Regions from separate parts of the Sus scrofa genome. Here region 1 is linked to region 2. Evidence: chromatin contacts called from public HiChIP or PLAC-seq data. All regions are on one chromosome and are shown on one strand. Each heading gives the region's core, a stretch centred on a gene start, on an enhancer-like site or on the middle of the called end of the contact. The rest is flanking DNA. Distances are from core to core; before and after follow the strand shown.

What was found. HiChIP or PLAC-seq counts read pairs in DNA pulled down with a chosen protein or histone mark.
Region 1: a contact with region 2 is called in an H3K27ac HiChIP or PLAC-seq map of alveolar macrophages. The contact joins the promoter of RB1 here to the enhancer-like site in region 2. A contact is called at or near these places in 4 of 47 Hi-C or Micro-C datasets (mesenteric adipose tissue, omental adipose tissue, skeletal muscle and 1 more) and 2 of 2 datasets of contacts at active chromatin or transcription factors (alveolar macrophages and skeletal muscle).

What each region holds. Positions count from the first base shown.
Region 1 is chr11:19,316,294-19,322,376 of Sscrofa11.1, reverse strand. RB1 (RB transcriptional corepressor 1) reads left to right here and starts at 4,735. Exons shown (of 27, transcript NM_001285967.1): 1 at 4,735-5,036. The coding sequence starts at 4,873.
Region 2 is chr11:19,057,220-19,063,783 of Sscrofa11.1, reverse strand. No RefSeq gene overlaps it. Among named protein-coding and RNA genes, the nearest start is that of RCBTB2, 21 kb to the left of the region's middle. Within about 2 kb of position 4,058, at least 8 of the 83 cell types and tissues checked have an H3K27ac peak or open chromatin away from gene starts, as enhancers often do. A contact at or near this core is called in alveolar macrophages, where this site is marked.

The DNA of each region.
Region 1 (6,083 bases), core at 3,486-5,985, 260 kb before region 2:
AGTAGCAATTTTCTGTATTAAATACTATAACAGTTTAAGTTTGTCAATATTTAAAGTTTTTAACGTGACAAATGAATGTGCTTCTTGTTAAATCCTCTAAGCTAGAATGGATTGGTGACAAAACCACTAGCAGGAGATAATGTATACAAAAACTGTCTCTAGGAGTCCCTGTCGTGGCTCAGTGGTTAACGAAACCAACTAGTATCCATGAGGATGTGGGTTCAATCCCTGGACTTGCTCAGTGGGTTAAGGATCCAGCATTGCCGTGAGCTGTGGCGTAGGTGGCAGATGAGGCTCAGATCCCATGTTGCTGTGGCTGTGGCATAGGCCGGGAATTTCCATATACCTGGAAAGGTGGCATAGATGTGAAAGTAGTGGGAGTTCCTGTCATGGGTCATCGGAAATGCATCTGACTAGCACCCATAAGGACGAAGGTTCGATCCTTGACCTCGCTCAGTGGGTTAAGGATTCAGCATTGCCGTGAGCTGCAGTGTAGGCTGGAGACATGGCTTGGATCTAGTGTTGCTGTGGCCACTGAGGCCAGTGGCTACAGCTATGATTGGACCCCTAGCCTGGGAACCTCCATACATGGTGGGTGCAGCCCTAAAAAAAGACCCAAAAAAAAAAAAATTAAAAAAGGTAAAAGTAGCAAGTTACAAAAGTAAATAAATATTTACATTTTCATAGATTTTTCACTTTTGAGTCACAGTTGAGAAACTAACTTTAAAATTTCATGCCTTCACTGAAGGCACTAGTTCCACTGCACAAGGACCCAGCCATGCCACTGACTTGAAACTCACCATGCACGTTGGAGAACACTTGAACCGCTCTACGCTCTCTTTTTATTTTTTATTTTGCTTTTCATGGCTGCACCCGTGGCATATGGAAATTCCCAGGCTAGGGGTCTAATCGGAGCTTTAGCTGCCAGCCTACGCCACAGCCACAGCAACATGGGATTCGAGCCACTTCTGTGACCTACACCACAGCTCACGGCAACACCGGCTCCATAACCCACTGAGTGAGGCCAGGGATCACACCTGCGTCCTCATGGATACTAGTCGGACTCGTTTCCACTGAGTGACGATGGGAACTCCTAACCGTTTACTCTTAACTTCTGTCCTTATTTCCTCATGGATGAAACACAAGCAGTTTGCAGACTGGCACTGGTGCAAGGACCACACTCTGAGTAGCACTGCTGGGAGAAGAGTCTGGAAGAAGAAGAGTTTAGTGGAGGAGTTTATGAAGTAACAGAAGAGAGTAGGTGAACAAGAAGACCACGGATTTGTGGAAGACTAGGTAAGTTTTCAGAACAAGGAAGTGGTTAACTGTGTTAACTGCAAGAAAAGTCAGCTGGTTGAGGTTGGAAAAGAAGCCATGAGTTGACAATTAGGACACTGGTGACCTTTGCAAGAGTGGTTTCAGTGGGTGGTGGCAGTCAAAGAGAGGCAGTACTAGGAGGGTGAGAAGTTGAGAGAGTAGGAGAATAAATGGAGACCACTCTTTCAAGAAACGAGATCGTAAAGAAATGGCAACTGTGTGGTAGCTTATGAAAAAGTCGAAGGAAGACTGTTTAGACAAGGGGAGACTCAAAAAAAATATTCTGAGGAGTTTCTGCCGTGGCACAGTGGGTTCAGAATCCAACCGCAGAGGCTGGGGTTGCTGCAGAGGTGCAGGTTCGATTCCCCCACCCAGCCAAATGGGTTGCTGCAGCCATGGCGTAGGTCATAGCTGCCTCTCTGATTCAATCCCTGGGCTGGGAACTTCCATATGCCATGGGTATGGCCATAAAATTAAAACAAAAAAACAAAACAAAAAAACACCCAAAAAATTGATTTCACTGAAGGGGCTTCAAACTGAAGAGAGTTCTATTTCCATACTGAAAATCCAAGAAAGATTTTTTTCAGTCTTACAGTAATCTTAAAACTATTATGCAGGTGAAGGAAGAGCAGGAGAAACTTTTAAGAATCTGGAGAATTTGTAACACTTCTCTGGCAGTGCAACAGAAAGCTGTCGGGGGAATGTCAGGACTTTGATTGACTCTCTTGCTCTTGAGTTTTGTAAGGACTTTAAATGCAGTAGGAAACTAGTTAAAGCAATCCATGGTAAAGAAACACATCCTTTTAGGAGTTCCTGTTGTGGTACAGGGGAAAAAATTCCAACTAGCATCCATGAGAACTCAGGTTTGATCCCTGGCCTCTCAGTGGGTTAAGGATCCAGCGTTGCCATGAGCTGTGGTGTTGGTTGCAGATGCAGCTCGGATCCGGCCTTGCTGTGGCTGTGGCCGGCAGATGGAGCTCCGATTGGACCCCTAGGCTGGGAACTTCCGTGTGCTGTGGGTGCAGCCCTAAAAAGCAGGAAAAAAAAAAAAAAAAAAAAAAAAAGGCAAGAGAAAAGAAACATCCTTTTGTAAATTGAGAAATCTCTTTTTGAACTATCATAATTGTGGTAAACCCAGGTGGTGATAAACTGGGTTTAAATAAAGCAAGTCATAACTACATATAGTTTCTAGAACTTTCTTTTGCTTCCTTTTCCTCCTCAGTTTTAGCTAACAAGCATTTTCTGTGTGTACCATGCTAGGTACTGGGTCTATATAGATGCTTGGTTGCTCTCTCAAAGGGGCTCATTAGAGAAATATTATCAGTTTGATGCTTTTTGGTGGCAACACCTGAAATCTCCAGCTCTGTTGAGGTCAGCTCCAGGGCTATTCAAATCGGAGGCTCAGTTGTGTCACCAAGAACCCAAATTTTCTGATATTCCTGCTGTACCATCTTTAGCATATCAGCCTCATCCTCCGGTCAGCTTGCTTGCCTTAAGTCACGATGGCTGAAGCAATTACCAGTGTCACAGTCTCAAAATAGTTAAGAAATAGAGGGCCTGTGGGAGTTCCTGTAGTGGTGCAGCGGAAATGAATCTGACTAGGAACTATGAGGTTTTCGGTTCGATCCCTGGCCTCACTCAGGGGGTTAAGGATCTGGCGTTGCCGTGAGCTGTGGTGTAGGTCACATATGTGCCTCGGAGTCTGCATTGCTGTGGCTGTGGGGTCGGCCGGCAACTGTAGCTCTGATTTGAACCCTGGCCTAGGAACCTCCATATGCTGAGCGTGTGGACCTCAAAAGCAAAAAAAAAAAAAAAGCAGAAAGAAAAAAGAAATAGAGGAACTGTGTCATCCTTGTATCTCATTTTAGCAGGCTCCCAGCAGACTATCTCTGATCTTGCAAAGACCAAAACTGCCTTCTGTGCTCCTGACTACACTAATCCTGGGCGAGGTGAATGGAATTACCACTTTGGTGCCATTTGCTCTCTATGGATCTGCCTGGGCATGAACTCTACCTCCTGATAAACTTCTGGCCCCCGACAGAGAGTTTCCGAACTGAGGCAAGACTGGCTGTTGACTAGGCCAATCCTTTTTTCACATTCTGGCACATGCCCTGGTTAACAAAAAAATGGTAATCCTTCGTATGACTCATCGGGATAAAACCAAGAGCTATGACTTGCCTGAGGGCGCCTCATGCTTCAGCCCTGCTCAGCTGTTCCAAAGATGAGGGGATTCGCCTCAAGAGCACAGCTGTATTTTATTCACAGCACCTCAGCTGGGAAGCTTTGACATGGCAACACACAGCATTTGCCAATGAGGGAAAAACATGTTCTCAAACAAGACAATCTCTTATTATAAGTAAATATCAAGAGACAAAAGAGACAGTTTCTAAGCCAATGTTTAATGGTTGCAATTCCGGCAAACTCTTCTCTGATGTCTTTGTGCCTTTGCACAAGCTGTTTCTCTTTTCTTGGTATTTCTTTAACATAATGTAATGGACAAGTCGAGTCAAATATATCTGTGTTCAAATCCTCTACCACCTATCATCTCTGTAGTATCAGGCAAATTAATTAACTCCTCTGCACCTGTTTTCCGCACTGGAAAGTAGAATTCGACTACGACTCAGTTTAAGGGGATGTTGGTGAGGATTAAGTAAGATAATTATGTAAAATGGCCAGAACAATTCTTTATACATATAGTAAGCCCTCCTTAAATGTTAGGTCTGTCTGGCTAACTTCCATTCAAATGCTACTGCTCCTCGGAAGAAGTCCCTTAAACATTTCAACCGTGGCTTCAGTTTTCACAGCGCGATTAAAACACTTAGCACCCGATAATCAGTTCTTTGCTCACAGCTCCCACCCCTTTCCCTAAAAAGAGCTCTAAAAGGCCAGTCATTGTCCCCTCCTTGGGATCTCCTAGGGGTTGGCCAAACTCAGCTCCTAACAGGCATTCCAGAAGTGTTTTTGTTTTGGCCGATTCGCTTAACGGATTGGGCGGGAGGAGGGCGGGCGAAAGCGAGGGCGACGCCCGCGGAGGAGAGGGGCGTGCCGGCCCAGGGTGCGCTCGCCCGATATTCCCCGCGGGCTCGAGCCGGGCCCCAGATCCACCCGCAGATTGAGGTGGGGCCCGCTCTCACCCACCAGGCTGGGTAGCGCCCGGTTACCGGCACCCAAGCCTGGAGGGGCGAGTTTCGGCGCGAGGCAGGTTCAGGCGGCGGCGGCTGCCTCAGGGAGCGCGCCTGGATCTCCAGGCCCGGGTTCCCCGCCCGACCGCGCGCCCTCGCCCCGCGCCCCGCTCGGCGCCCCGGTGCCCTCCAAACGCCAGCGGGCCCGGGAGCCTCGCGGACGTGACGCCGCGGGCGGAAGTGACGTTTTCCCGCGGTTGGACGCGGCGCTCGGTTGCCGGGCGGGGGAGGGCTCGTCCGGTTTTTCTCAGGGGACGTTCAAATTATTTTTGTAACGGGAGTCGGGAGAGGACGGGGCGTGCCCTGACGTGCGCGTGTCCTCCTGCCCCGGCCCTCCTTCAGCGCTCGCCGGCACCGGCCCTGGGAGGGCGTCATGCCGCCCAAAACCCCCCGGAGAGCAGCCGCCGCCGCCGCCGCCGCCGCCGCTGCTGCTGCGGAGCCCCCGCCGCCGCCGCCGCCGCCGCCGCCACCGCCGCCACCGCAGCCTGAGGAGGACCCCGAGCAGGACAGCGGCCCCGAGGACCTGCCTCTGGTCAGGTGAGCGAGCCGACCCGTCGCGGCGGCCAGCGCGCGGGAAGGGCGCCCCGGGGGTGCGTCGGCGGGCGCCGCGGCGTCTAGGCGGGGGCGCGTCTCCGCCCGGGCCGGGTCCCGGCGGGAGGAGGGTCCTCCCCGGCCCCCCGCGGCGGCGGAGCGCCGGGAGGAGGCTGACAGGGGTCTGGGGTCGGGAACGAGGGGAGGGCGGCCGGGAGGGGTTTCGGCTCCCGCTTGACAGGTGTCGAGCGGGTGGGGCTCGGGTCGCTGAGCGAAGTGACAGGTGCCGCCTTTCCTCCGCGAGACGGGAGCCTCGCAGGCGGCGGGTCGTTTGCAGACCCCATCAAATGCAGAAGAAAGAAAAAAAGAAAAGAAAGACTAGATTGCTGGAGAGGTTTTTCCCCATTTGAGATTTGTAGTCCTCCGGTGGTCTTTCGACTTTCTGTTTTGGTCTCCCGCGGTGCAACATTTGGAAGTGTTTTCCTCTGGGCGTGCGACTCATCTGAAGCCCAGTCCTGGGAGAGGCCAGCCAGGAAAACCTTGGATACTGCTGCAGAGATGCCACCGGACGTGAAGTGCAGGGTTCTGGGTGGCAGTTGCCCCTCCGGGAGCTCGGCTGGGGTGCTTTTCGGGGTTCCCTTGTAAAGAGTGCTTTGAGTTCTAAGCCTTCGGTAGTGACTGGTGGAACATAGCTCTCTAAGAGGAACTTGTTGTATCGGTAAAAGTTTTGTGAGACATTTAGCTCAAGAGCTTCGAAGTTTCTGAACGTTCTCATTTTTCTTGTTGCATAAAACTCTTCTTGCATGATAGTCTGCTTCAGGCTGCCTCTTTTTTTCTTCCATTTTGCCTTTTGGCTTTGAGCCAGCAAGGATCTTGGTGTCTCTTTTGTATTTGTTTGGGAACAAGATTAGTGTTCTTGTGCTCACATAAAATTAATTTTCCCCCCAGGTGGATTCTAAATTTCAGCGAGTCCATGATAATATAGGGAGATAGTTATTGCAGCATCTTATTTTTCTTGATTGTGATGCTTTACGGTTTAGAAGCCAAGATCGA
Region 2 (6,564 bases), core at 2,809-5,308:
TTTCTCAGCATCCAAAGAAAAGGGGGAAATTTCATGAGTTACAAGATTCATAACGCCTGGAAGAGAAATCATGCTAACACTCAGGAGAAACATACCTTTTTCTGAGACATTTCTCCTAATAAACCTGAAAAAAGGGATCAGTGCTGTCAGCTGGATTGAGTCACATCCGCAGCACCAGGACAGTGGCTAGCATAGAAATGTTCACATAAATTTCCTTGATGCAAAAAAGTGGCAGTATATGAAAAGCTAGTTCAGAACTAGCTTGGCACTTTTAGGAGAGGCTAAGAAAATACAGTGCACAAAGGCAGCTTTCTGATGGTCTGGCTTAATCTAACGTCCCAAGATCTCAGTGAGCTGGCTTCCTGGATTTAGCACGGGCTCCAGTGGTATCACTAAAGGATCAAAACCATCTGCATCTAGACAAGCCAACCACAGCATCCTGCAAGAAAACAGCCTGACCCACCGCCTGGATGATCTTGTCCTTTGATCAGATGTGCCAGAAGGCAGCCCAACACCTGACTTTGCTGACCATAAAGTAAGGAAGTTCCCCTCCCAGTCGCCTGCTTGTTTGAGTGGATGGCCCCGGTGGGGATGTTCATTCAATTTCCACATCTCAAGGGTGGTGATGGGAAGGAAATCAAGGCTGTGCCTACTGAGGTCACCCCTGATTTCCTAAGGTCTGTTTCATTGTTTGCTCCTTCAGGGTAATTCTCCTGTTCTTTTAACTTGGAATGGTTGCTGTGCTTCCTCATTTTGCTTATATTTTTCTTACTCTGTGAGTTTGGGGAAAACAATTATCTACTGTAGTCTTAGAGGGCTGTTTATATGTGGGAGGGTCCCTGGGTAGCTGGTGAGGGCTTACTATTTTCTTGGAGTGAAGACTGCTTTTGGTTTGGATACTTGCTCTCTCTTTCCTCAGTGTCTGCAGGCCATTATCCCCTTGATAGGGGGTGTGCAGGTGTAGAGCTTTTGAGTGTTTTTAGGGAGGTGGAGGCAATGGGCAGCACCTGTAGGTGCTCCCTGGTTGCCAGACCTTTGGCAGTGGTGAGGACCCATCAGGAGATGGGTGGCTGGAGAGCGGTGTGGACAGTGCCCACAGTAGGGCAACAGTGGCCATGTGCCTTCCCAGGGAGTGAGGGCAGGGGGTTCCACGGCTGCTCTCGGTGGTAATCCCGAAGGTGACTGGGGCTGCAGGTGGTGCCTATTCACAGGAACCTTAGCGGTGGCAGGCCTTGCCCACCCTGGGAGTCCGAGATGACCATGGCAGTTTGGTCCAGCCGCTGTATCCCAAGCAGGAGGCATCCTCACCACCTGGAGCCCGCGCAGGCGCAGAAAAAGAAATCGCTCTGGCCGTCCTGCCCCTCCTCCTCTCGCCCTCCCTGCAGAGCTGCTCCCACGAGCCCAGGCCTTCTCCCCCCGCTGCCCCCTCAGTTGCGGCGCACACCTCCCCAGCCCCCGCAGGCTGTCTCCACCCAGCCAACCCTAGTCCTTTCCCCAAAACTCACCTCCGAAGCCCTGTCTCAGCGCCCAGGTCCCATCCGCGAGCCCCGGGCGGTGGTGCCTCGGGCGGTGGTACCGATGGTCTGAGCCGCTCTCTCTGCTTTGCTCTCCTCAGCCCCGCTGCTGCGCTTTTCTCCGAGGCTTTGGGGCTCCCCCTCCTTCCTGGGTGATCCCCCCTCAGTTAGGCGGCCTCCCAGGGGGCGGATTCCTGCCCTTTTACAGCTCCCTGCCAGGAGTGCTGGTCCCGACCTGACCCCCTTTTTCCCCTTTCTCTCTCTCTCTCACCTTTTTTGGAGGCCTGAGGTCTTCTGTTAGGGTCCAATAGACCTTCTGTGCCAACCGTTCTGCATGGAGGTGTTTTTTTAAAATGTGTTTGTGGGAGAGGATGAGCTCCGCGTCATATGCCTCTGCCATCTTGATCCCGCCTCTGTGCCTTTTTTTTTTTTTTTCCTGTCTTTTTAGGGCCACGCTTGAGGCACTTGGAGCTTCCCAGACTAGGTGTCCAATCAGCTGTAGCTGCCGGCCTACAACTCAGCAATGCGGGATCCGAGCCGTCTGCGACCTACAGCTCATGGCAACGCGGGATCCTTAACCCACTGAGCAAGGCCAGGGATCCAGTCTTCAACCTCGTGGTTTGTCGTCGGATTCGTTAACCACTGACCCACGCCGGGAACTCCGGAACTCTGTTTTTTAACCTCTGCTTATCTAAAGTGTAAATCTTCATTCGTTTTCACTTTTATTTTTGGCTGCACCTATGGCATAAATAGGTGGTCTAATGAATTCAATCATTTGATTTTTGTTAATTTGTGTAAGAAAGATCCTTTCCTATCCTCTTCTGGAAATATTTTAAGACGTGCATTAATTTGTCTAAATATGATAATAATTAAATTGGATTTATTTTAAGAACTTGGGTGAATTTCAGACTCCCTTTGAGACTGTAAGGGAAACCATGAATATCTGAGGGGAAGGGGAAGTAAAAATCAAAACACGAAGCTAAAGCTCTGTGTCTGGTCATCTCTTTGATACTTGTATTCTTCCCGCCCCCACTTTTGGCTGCCCTGAGGCATGTGGAGTTCACGGGCCAGGGATCAGATCCAAGCCACAGTCATGTTCTAAGCTGCAGCTGCAGCAGCACTGCATCCCTACCCACTGTGCTGGGCTGGGGATTCGAACCTGTGACCCAATGCTCCCAAAACGCTACTGATCCCACTGTACCACAGTGGGAACTCTGATATTGTATTCTTTTTTCCTTTTTTGGTCTTTAGGTCTGAACCTGCAGCACATGGAGTTTCCCAGGCTAGGGGTCCAATCAGAGCTGTAGCTGCCGGCCTACATCACAGCCACAGCAACACGGGATCCAAACTGTGTCTGTGACCTACATGCCAGCTCACAGCAATGCCGGATCCTTAACCCACTGAGCAAGGCCAGGGATTGAACCTCTGTCCTCATGGATGCTAGTCAGATTCATTTCCACTGAGCCACGAGAGGAATGCCCCAATGTGGTATTCTTTAGAACTCTTTCTGAGACATACAATTCCTCTGGGGAAGGGGTGTATGGGGCTGACATTTTTTTCCTTTTCAGCTAGTTTGTCACAAGCTTCAAAACCATTATCATCCCAAGGGTCACCAAGCCTCCTGAGATCTGAGTCACCAAGGAAGTGCCTGGAGGATGGGCTCCTGGACTCCTGGGCAAGTGGGGAGCATGTGTTATCCTGGGCAGAGCCTGGCCCAGCTGCTCCTGAGGCTTAGGATATAGGTTTTAATCTCGAAAGTTCCCTCCTGAGAGCCTTAGATGCTGTCACTCTGGCAGCTCTGGGGCTGATCCTCTGGAACACACATTGGGGGTGAAGAGAGGCAAGTAAGAATCCTGTGGACCGTGGATGATAGTGTCTTCTGCTCCCTCCTTCCTCTCACCCTCTTGACTTGGAGAACCCCCTCGCAACAGCTCCATGTGAAGGTGGGCTAGGGCTGAGTTTTCCAGCTAACAGTAAACTGGAGGGAGCTTTCCAATAACTTTTCAGCTCACCGGTTTCTTGGTCACTTTCTTCAGTACCAGGATGACAGCATTGTTAGACAGCACCTGTGTGTAATAAACACTGCCTTTCTTTTCCTTGGGTCTTAGTCTGTTCTGGCTGCTGTAACAAAAATACCCAGACTGCATGGCTTACACAACAGAATTGTGTTTTTCACAGCTCTGAAAGCTGGGACGTTCAAGACCAAAGTACCGGTAAATTCAGTGTCTGGCGAGGGCTTGCTTCCTGGTTCATAGACGGTTGTCGTCTTGCTGTGTCCTCACGTGGTAGGAGGGGTGAGGAAGCTCTCTGGGGTCTCTTTCACAAGGGCACTAAGCTCGTTCAGGAAGACTCTCCTCTCATGACCATGCAAGAAAAACACCATCTCCCAAAAGCCCCACTTCTTAAATCCATCACAATGAAGGTTAGAATTTCAACAGAGGAATGTTTGGAGGACATAAATATTCAGCCCATTGCATTTGGTGTTATCATCTGGAAATAGGAAGCCAGTGGTTTAGTCTGGAATAAGCCAGTGCCTGAGTAAGTCAGCTTACCAGTGGGTCAGGCTCATAACCAGCCTACATGAAATGAAGAAGTAGGGCACAGCCAAGGCCATGATATCCCGCAGGGTGGACACTTGTCTCTATTAACCATAGACTGAGTATGTCTGTATTAATTTGGCCAACTGCCCAGCCCTTGCCATTCACGTCTCAGTCTGATTTCCCTTTATGGAAGGACCCACGCTAGTGTGTAATACACATGGTAAACTCAGCGAGAGCTGCAGGCTGTTTTGTATGCTCAGGCAGATGTCACATGAACATGGGCATTTAATCAGTAACTCTGCCTTTGGTGGGGGGTGATGACAGATTCTTTCCTGGCAGGATATACAGTTCCTGATAGAGTAAGCCTTCTATTTTTTCAGTTAATTGTGTGTTTAAATATATTTATATCTAACATTCTATACATAGCACACACCCATATATATATACACAGACAGACAGACACAGGCATACATGTAAGTACTTTGAGATGCTCCCAATTTTAGAAGACACAAGAGGGCTGGTAGTAGAAAGCAATCTTGTGGTTTTTATTGTTGTAGATGATATTGTAACTTTCAGTCCCTTGAACATAGCAGGTCCCTTGACACTGACATTCTGTTTGGGCCGAGCCCAGGTGCAGGCAAAGTGGGCAGAAGGGCTGAGTGGCACCTGTGGTGCTCCTTTCACACCTGCCCAGCTGTCTCAGCCACAGACCCCACCCTCTGGAAAAGCCACTTCCCACCCCTGTCCCTAATGCTGGAATTCCTTCTACCAGGAGCAAACCGTTCTATTTCAGTTCCAATTAAACAAGTATTCAAAGGCCCTAGTGGAGACAACCAACACAAGTTCAAACTTGCCTGAAGGCAGTTTTTATATCCAAAAACAAAAGTGTAGCCACTTACTGGGGATGGGAGGGGGGCATCACAGGGAGAGCACACATTGTTTGAAACAGGAATTGGGATTTTCAAAGTCAAAAACCATTAGTTCATGCTTTTTCTTTTAACCTCATCTTCCTTCTCTGACGCAACTCTGAAAAAGCGTTCAGTGCCTGACACAGCCAGGGTCAATGGGAGCTGTGCATTATTTTCCTACATATTTCACCTGTGCTTTAAGTGTAACCATTTATTCAAGACCAGCCAATAATTAACTGGCTATAAGGAAATCACATGATTTTCTTAGTGAAATGGCATCAGAAAATAATTTCCTGGAATCACTGACAACTGTAAACAGCTATAGCCACGTTCAGGCCATTGCGTGTCAGCCAGTGCCAAGGTCCTTTTTAATTACAGACGGTGCCTGCCCTTTCTGGGCACTGCTAGCTCAAGCCATCTGAGTGAGGTGGGCTTTTAGGGACATGGGTGAGCCTTGCCTGGGAGTCTTGTGACACCCAGTTGTCTTGCATGTTTAACCAAAAGCTTTCCTGGAGCTGGAAGTAGCATGACTGTCCAACCATCAAACATTTATTTGAGCACTCAGTACTGGGCACTGTCAGGCTCTGGAAATCAAAAAATTGGCCAAAATAAATAAATGAATAAAAAAGGCAAAAAAAAATTAAAATAAAACTATTGTTTCAACTCTGGAGAAATGTGCCTTTTCACACAGGGATTTTGGTTTTGATCAAACAGCTACTCCCTACTCAAGTCCACAAATGCTAAAGCTCATTATTCTAATGGAAATTGTCTGAAGGCAAACCAGGAAATGGCCTAGAAAGAACGGGTGCGCGCGCATCCTTTTCAGCCTGTTAACGTTTTGCCAATGCTGCCCCCTGCAGGTCAAAGGTAGAACCTCAGCTCAGCAGTTTGTACCAACTCCCCCACACCCACTAGTGATAAAGAAGTGGAAGGTCCAGGGATCCCCAGACTTCGCTCGTAACCTCCTGCAGATAGTTTCGAACAATCATTCCCCCCTCACATTTTAAAGCTGACATCTGGATTTGTATCATCAATTTCACGTGTAAAGGATGAACTTTCCCACACATTTTCTGTGTTTTACCTAATTGCAGATCAAGCTCACCCAGTTTATGAAAAACGCTCTCCGTATCTCTTTAGGGGCAAAGTCAGCCCTCACTGCCAAAGTAGCTGACAAGTCAGAATCGATTTCTGACAGGAAAGAAAAAACGTTTACTTGACTATTATACATTTAGGAAATTTTTTTTTGGTAGCACTCTTATCTCAGACTGAGGCTGGGCTGCACGGGTGACTATGGCACTGCCTCATCAGGACTTCCTTCCAGAAAACTCCCTTTGCTTTGCTCTCCTGGGACTTTTCTCCCTTAGATCTGAAGTTTTCTTTGGTGCTGTTGTTTGGGGCCTGTTTTTCACACACCGGGGCCCTGTGTGTGGTAAGGTGTGGGGTGCTCAGAGATGTGTGTCTTTCTTCTGTTTAGCAGGAAAAGGGTGATGCTGAAAGGGGAGATGTGAGCAAACCAAGGGCAGCCCATCAAAGAGCCATCCCATCCACCTCTCAGGCAGTTTTCGGAAGGAGAACACAGATGTTGAGAATGGGGGAGATGAC